Linked DNA regions of Mus musculus: region 2 is linked to region 1. The links are chromatin contacts, called in public ChIA-PET maps. All regions are on one chromosome and are shown on one strand. Each heading gives the region's core, a stretch centred on a gene start, on an enhancer-like site or on the middle of the called end of the contact. The rest is flanking DNA. Distances are from core to core; before and after follow the strand shown. Region 1 overlaps Jmjd1c (jumonji domain containing 1C). Region 2 has its middle 21 kb from the start of Gm32515.

Region 1 (2,798 bases), core at 107-2,606:
GTGAATTTTACCCCTGAAGCCGGCCCACCTTGCAAAAAGGGCTCTGGAGAAGATCTTCGCAGGAATGTTTTTGATATTATAAAATGACTGGGGCTTAGGAGATGCAAAACACCTGTATTATTTGCATAAGAAAAAGGTACTTAGGGCTAATGTTGCTAGTGTCCAGTCCTGCTAAATTGAATTTTATCTTTAGCCAGTCTTTTTTTTTGGGGGGGGGGGGGTTATCCTTGATGCTTTGGCCTGAAGTGTTTGGACAAGAAACAGAAAATGTCCAAAGATTGAAAGTCCTTTTGAGAAGGAGCCAGTGTTCTCTCATTTACCAATGCTAAACAAGTAGAAGTATAATATGAAAATTTTTCATTGTAGAAATACGCTAACTTGATAGCTATCATGTTAACATATTTCATATAATCAGATAACATGAACTCTTAAGCGAGTACATTCTCTTATAAAAAATGATAGAATTATATGAAATATTAGGAATCTAGGCCCAAGAAATAGAAAATATTGGTAGCAGGCAATGATAGATGTACAGTTAGTGTGGGAATTTTCTATTTTGAAAGTTAATTTCTCACACAAAGTATTTTGAACATCTAGTACTTAAAAGGTTAGGCTGGGACACAGTAGAAAGTTATTCTAACTAGGTTCAATTATCATAAATGTTAAAAATAAATGGAAGAGACAGATTTTGTTTGTTTTGGGGATGGTTCTAGAGATACATACTGTAATTTTTCAATTTTTTTTCAAATAAGGAAAATGTTATTTGCTCAGGAATATTAATTGAATAGAAATGAGATATGTTTAAAATATACATCCTAATGAATCCACTTAACTCCTGGTAAGAATTTCTTAAGTGTAGAAAATTAGCTCTTTGAGAACCCCTTCAAACTGAAACTTTTTTTGTGTAATAACCAGAGTATTTTGTATTTCTTTAAGACATAATAGCTACAAGACAGGGTGGACAGGAGCACCAACAGCTTTGGAATCTGGGAGATACGTACTGTCTTGGTCAACAGTGTTGTTTTGTGTCCAGATGGTACCCAAGTTGCCTTGTCATGAGGAAATGTTCTTTTGGTACACATATATGCAGTTTAGAAGCCTAGTTGTTTAATTGCATTTTTCAGATTTTGATTCTTTCTTAGGAAAGCCACACTTTTTAAGATGGTAGAATTTTCTTTTCATTTTAAAGCTTTTAGAACAAACAGTAGTAGATACATGAATACATTTAATTTTGACTGACTCTGACTCTGCTAAGAATGAGAGTGTGGTGATAGTCATTTAAGAAAACAAACACTGTGCCCTTGTTTCCTTCCTCTAACTTTCCCACCTCACTGCCTGCTGTGTGATCTCAGACTTGCTTTGTGACAGTGCTAGCTAGAGACAGGACAGGGCTGGTGGGGACTGCTCTTCCTCACTGGTCTCTCCTGCTGCCCTCTGCTCTCATTGAAGTAACTGCATCTGTAGTTGTTCTGGGAGCAAGGCAGGGGTGGGGTAAGGTCAGATGCTTTCTGCTCAGTTAAAATCTCAGTATGAAAATTAGACTAACATCTCTAGTTAGGAGTAAACAGGGGTGAATGTGGTTGACTTCTTTTCATGTTTTCAGGGTTAAGCAGAAACATACACGTGTGCTTGGTAGTCTTTCAGAAATAGTCTATAGCATGATACAGTATAATTTCCAGCTTATTAATTATGGTTGTGTTTAATTATTTTTTAATGAATAAAAAGTATTCTATGGTTTTAATAAAAACGTTAGGTTATACCATTATGACGACCTTATTGAACCATTATATTGCCATGTACCCTTTGTATAACACTTTGAGGATACAACCAGAAAATAACCATTAGAACTTTTCTCTTTTTTGACAGACCTTCAAACCATTGGTTGAAAATAGTATACCTAGTTCTATCACTGCAGTAGAATTCCTTATAGATAAGCAACTGGATTTTTTAACAGAAGATAGTGCCTTTCAGCCATACCAGGTAAGGAACTGCACACCAATTGTTCATTAAACTTCATTCATATTCAGGGCATTCAGTATATTTTGATTATAGCATTACTTAGCAATAAATTTGTGCTGGGACTTTGTTGTGAGACAGGAACACTTTGGCTATAGCTAGGATTACAGGAGTGAACACAGCTTCCTGTTAGAGGAGAATTGTCTAGACACCAGGGTTACTTCTGTTCATCTTTGGCTCAGGGCTGCACCTATCTATAAATGTATTTGAGGGTTTGGTTTTGTTTTGCCATATACTTATTTGTTTATGAGGTTAACTAATTTATTAGAGTAAGTAAATGCATCTTGAGGGGAAATAGGTTTTCCAGTAGACAAATAGATTTAAATTATGTAAAGAAACTCATCACAACTATTAAACAATTTGTGGTGATTCATATCTATGATCCTGGGACGTAGGAGGCTGAAGTAGGAGGATCTCATTCAGGGCCAGCCTTGCCAACATAAGAAAACTGTCTCAGAAAGCAGAAAAGTGTGTTTGTGGGGGCAGGAGGTACTGGCTCTGGAGACATGTGTCAGCAGCTAAGTGCTCTTGGGGCTTTTGCAGAGGCCTGGAGGAGTTCCAAGCACCAACAGGAGGCAGGCAGGTCACAACTACCTATAGGCCAGCTCTAGGGGAGCTGATGCCCTCTTCTGGCTCTGGCTGGTTCCTGGCATGTGTAATATATAGACAGAGACATGCAGATGCTGTGATAAGTAAAATTAAGTTCCTTGTCTTTTAGCAAAGTAAAAGATAATAATAACCTATTTTTCTTAATCTTCTAGCTTATTGCAATCTTTAAATTT
Region 2 (2,922 bases), core at 213-2,712, 450 kb after region 1:
AATCACTGCTTTCTCCTGAACAAGTGTAAGGCATAGAGAGAGGGCTGGAGAGATGGCTCAGCTAGGAAAGTGCACTGCATTTCCAGGATCCACATAGGGAAGCTAGTTGTATGCACTTGGAATCCCAGCACTCGAGGAGGCAGTGGCAGGCAGATCCCTGGGGTTCACTGACAACCCAGAGTATCTAACTTGGCAAGTTCGAGGCCAATGAGAGACTGTCTTCTAGTATCTGAGAACCAACAGCTGAGGTTTTCCCATTGCTAGTGCCTGCATACATATGAACATATATGTAATCACATGAGGTATGGCCAAAGTTCACGGGAGATGATACTTAATTCTTAAATTTGCTTACTTCCTTAAATGGTTTACATCTCTCATGTACGTAACTGCTGGATGTGTCTTGACATTCATAAGTCCTGACCTATTCAATGGTTCTCAGATGGAGTGATTTACCCCCCGCCCCCCCTCCCCTGGGTAGGATTTTTTGGCAAAGTATGGAAACATGTTTGGTCACAACAAAATGAAGGAATGTTACTGGCTAGAGGCCAGGGATGCTGCAAACAGAGTTTTCTGGTCCAAAATATTGGAAATGCTGAGGTTGAGAAATGATGGTCTAACTCAACTTTATTTGATTCAGGAGAAGGGGATGGAGAAAGGACTAGGCAGACGAGAGATCTTCTCTTTCTTTAAGAGGACCCAAGTTCCGTGCCCAGCAGATATGCAGAGAGGCTCAACCATCTGGAACTCTTGATTCAAGGGCACCTGGCATCTTCTCAGGGAACCTGCATATCCCTACCTCCACATACACATAGTTAAGAAAAATAGATCATATAGAAGGAAACAAATCTCAAAGGCCAGGAATTGCTCTAGTCCCAAAGGAAGTTGGTGTTAAGAGAAATGAGACTCCATGCAGTGTCACCTTTGCTGATGTCGCCTTGTCTTGAGGTTAGCAGGCCAGTGAGTGGAAGATCCTCATCAATAACATTTTTAATCGATTGTTTTCTTAAGGTGAGATAAAGAGAAAGGTGTTGCAGTGGACATGGAAACCCCCATTGTCTAAACCACTGGATGGAAGAGTTGCTAATTAAGAATCTTCTAATTATCTCTAAGTGAAAAATTTTAAGATTTCAGAAACAGCTGCTGGGACCCCCATTACAAACCACTCCCCTTCCCCAGCATCTATAAGGCACAAGTGTCATGTAAGGAGGCCTTCATAGTGGACGGGGGTATCTCTGCTGCTCTCCTTAAAGCATCTGATGTGCAAGAGGCTACCGAGCATTTGGTTGTGATTCGATCAATGAACAAGGCTAGGAAATTCACAGAACAATGCTAAACTGTATCCTTTCTTGTGGGTTTGATGATTTGCAGATGAGGCAGCAGTTTTAGCTCAAATCTCTGAACTTAGCTTGTACGGTTGGTTGCCGTGGTTCAGCTGCCTTGTTTTGCTGGGAGGACACTTCTGCAACTTCTCGGAGACATGAACTAGGTCACCAGAAACTGCTGCTTTCACTTCGAGGCTCCTTGCTCAGGGCAAGGGCGAAGAAGACACAGCTAAGGGCTCTCCACACACTCGACAGATGGAGTACTGGTTGCAGCCTCCTCCACAGGACACTCTGCTAGTATTTTCTCTACCAAACTCTTGCTGACAAATGAGAGGAATACATTATCCTGCACAGTCGAACAAATACCCTAATGGGACAGCTCCAGGTTGCCAGCATGCTGATGACTTCAGAATCTTTTCCATCATTGTATCTGTCCTCCTCTTCCCCTCCCCTCTTCCTCCCCTCCCCCCTCCCCTCTTCCTCCCCTCCCCCCTCCCCTCCCCTCCCCTGCCCCTCCCCTCCCCTCCCCTCTCCCTCCCCTCCCCCTCCCCTCCCCTCCCCTCTCCCTCCCCTCCCCCTCCCCCTCCCCTCCTCTCCCTCTCCCCTCCCCCTCCCCTCCCCTCCCCTCCCTCTCCCCTCCCCCTCCCCCTCCTCCTTGGGGGAAGTGTCTGGCAAGCAAAAGCCTGTGACAGTTCAGGGTGTCACTTCCTTCCTGGATTGTTTGCAGTAGAAGAAAAAGATACTTGCTTTCTCTTGGGTATATCTTGTTACTTTGTTTGTTTACACAGGAACCTTTCCAAAGCTTTTTCCCTCCCCACCCCCACAGGCCACTAACCAACCATCACAGATAAGTCAGAACATGAGACTCTGCATCAGCCTCTCCCACCAGCTAAGGAAAAAGAGTTATCATTTCTGAGTTTAACAAAGCGTTTGACTGTGAAGAGGAGTGGTAGCTACAAGTAACCAGGGTTCTTTACACAGAGAGAAAAGAGATAGCTGGGGTCAGGACATCATCAGAGAACCCCAGAACTATTTGCTTTGTTTCTGCATTTCTGTGGCTGCCACCTTAACTTGGGACATGGCAGAAGCCCTTCCCTAACCCTGTGGGTCACATTCCAAACAATAGAGGCACCCAGTCGAATAGCTAGAGCCTTAAGACAATGCTACTGCCCACATTAAAAAAAACAACAAAACAAAACAAACAACAAACCAACAAACAAAAAATAGAGAAAGGGCAAAAAGGTGGGTTATCCTTCTCTCCCTACTGGCATGCAGGAAGCCCAGGGTACCACATACTGGTGTGCCAGTGTTCACAGGACAGCAAGTGCTGGTGGCTCCCAGGCTGACTCAAGAGTGGAATCTGTGCCCCTGTTGGTTAACTGAGGACGACATGGCTTGTCCTCACTTTTTTCCTATCATAGTGCTTCATTTGACAAGTCTGTACCTTTGAGAGGTCCCATGGGAGCTCATTTTCAACTGATTCATCCAGACCCACACTGGTGAGAAGCCCACGGTGGTCAGTGCATAGCCTTTTCCTTTTCTTTTCTTTTTTTCTTTTAAGAATCAGACTTTCTCTACGTAGCCTTGGCTGTCCTGGAAC

Evidence for each region. ChIA-PET counts read pairs in DNA pulled down with a chosen protein or histone mark.
Region 2: an RNA polymerase II ChIA-PET map of memory CD8 T cells shows a contact between it and region 1, with 46 read pairs. The contact joins two enhancer-like sites. A contact is called at or near these places in 2 of 484 Hi-C or Micro-C datasets (CD4 T cells and Th1 cells) and 1 of 115 datasets of contacts at active chromatin or transcription factors (memory CD8 T cells).

The regions. Positions count from the first base shown.
Region 1 is chr10:67,187,870-67,190,667 of GRCm38.p6, forward strand. Jmjd1c (jumonji domain containing 1C) reads left to right here. Exons shown (of 26, transcript NM_207221.3): 3 at 1,867-1,980. Among named protein-coding and RNA genes, the nearest start is that of Jmjd1c, 62 kb to the left of the region's middle. Within about 2 kb of position 1,357, at least 62 of the 459 cell types and tissues checked have an H3K27ac peak or open chromatin away from gene starts, as enhancers often do. A contact at or near this core is called in Th1 cells and memory CD8 T cells, where this site is marked.
Region 2 is chr10:67,642,364-67,645,285 of GRCm38.p6, forward strand. No RefSeq gene overlaps it. Among named protein-coding and RNA genes, the nearest start is that of Gm32515, 21 kb to the right of the region's middle. Within about 2 kb of position 1,463, at least 88 of the 459 cell types and tissues checked have an H3K27ac peak or open chromatin away from gene starts, as enhancers often do. A contact at or near this core is called in Th1 cells and memory CD8 T cells, where this site is marked.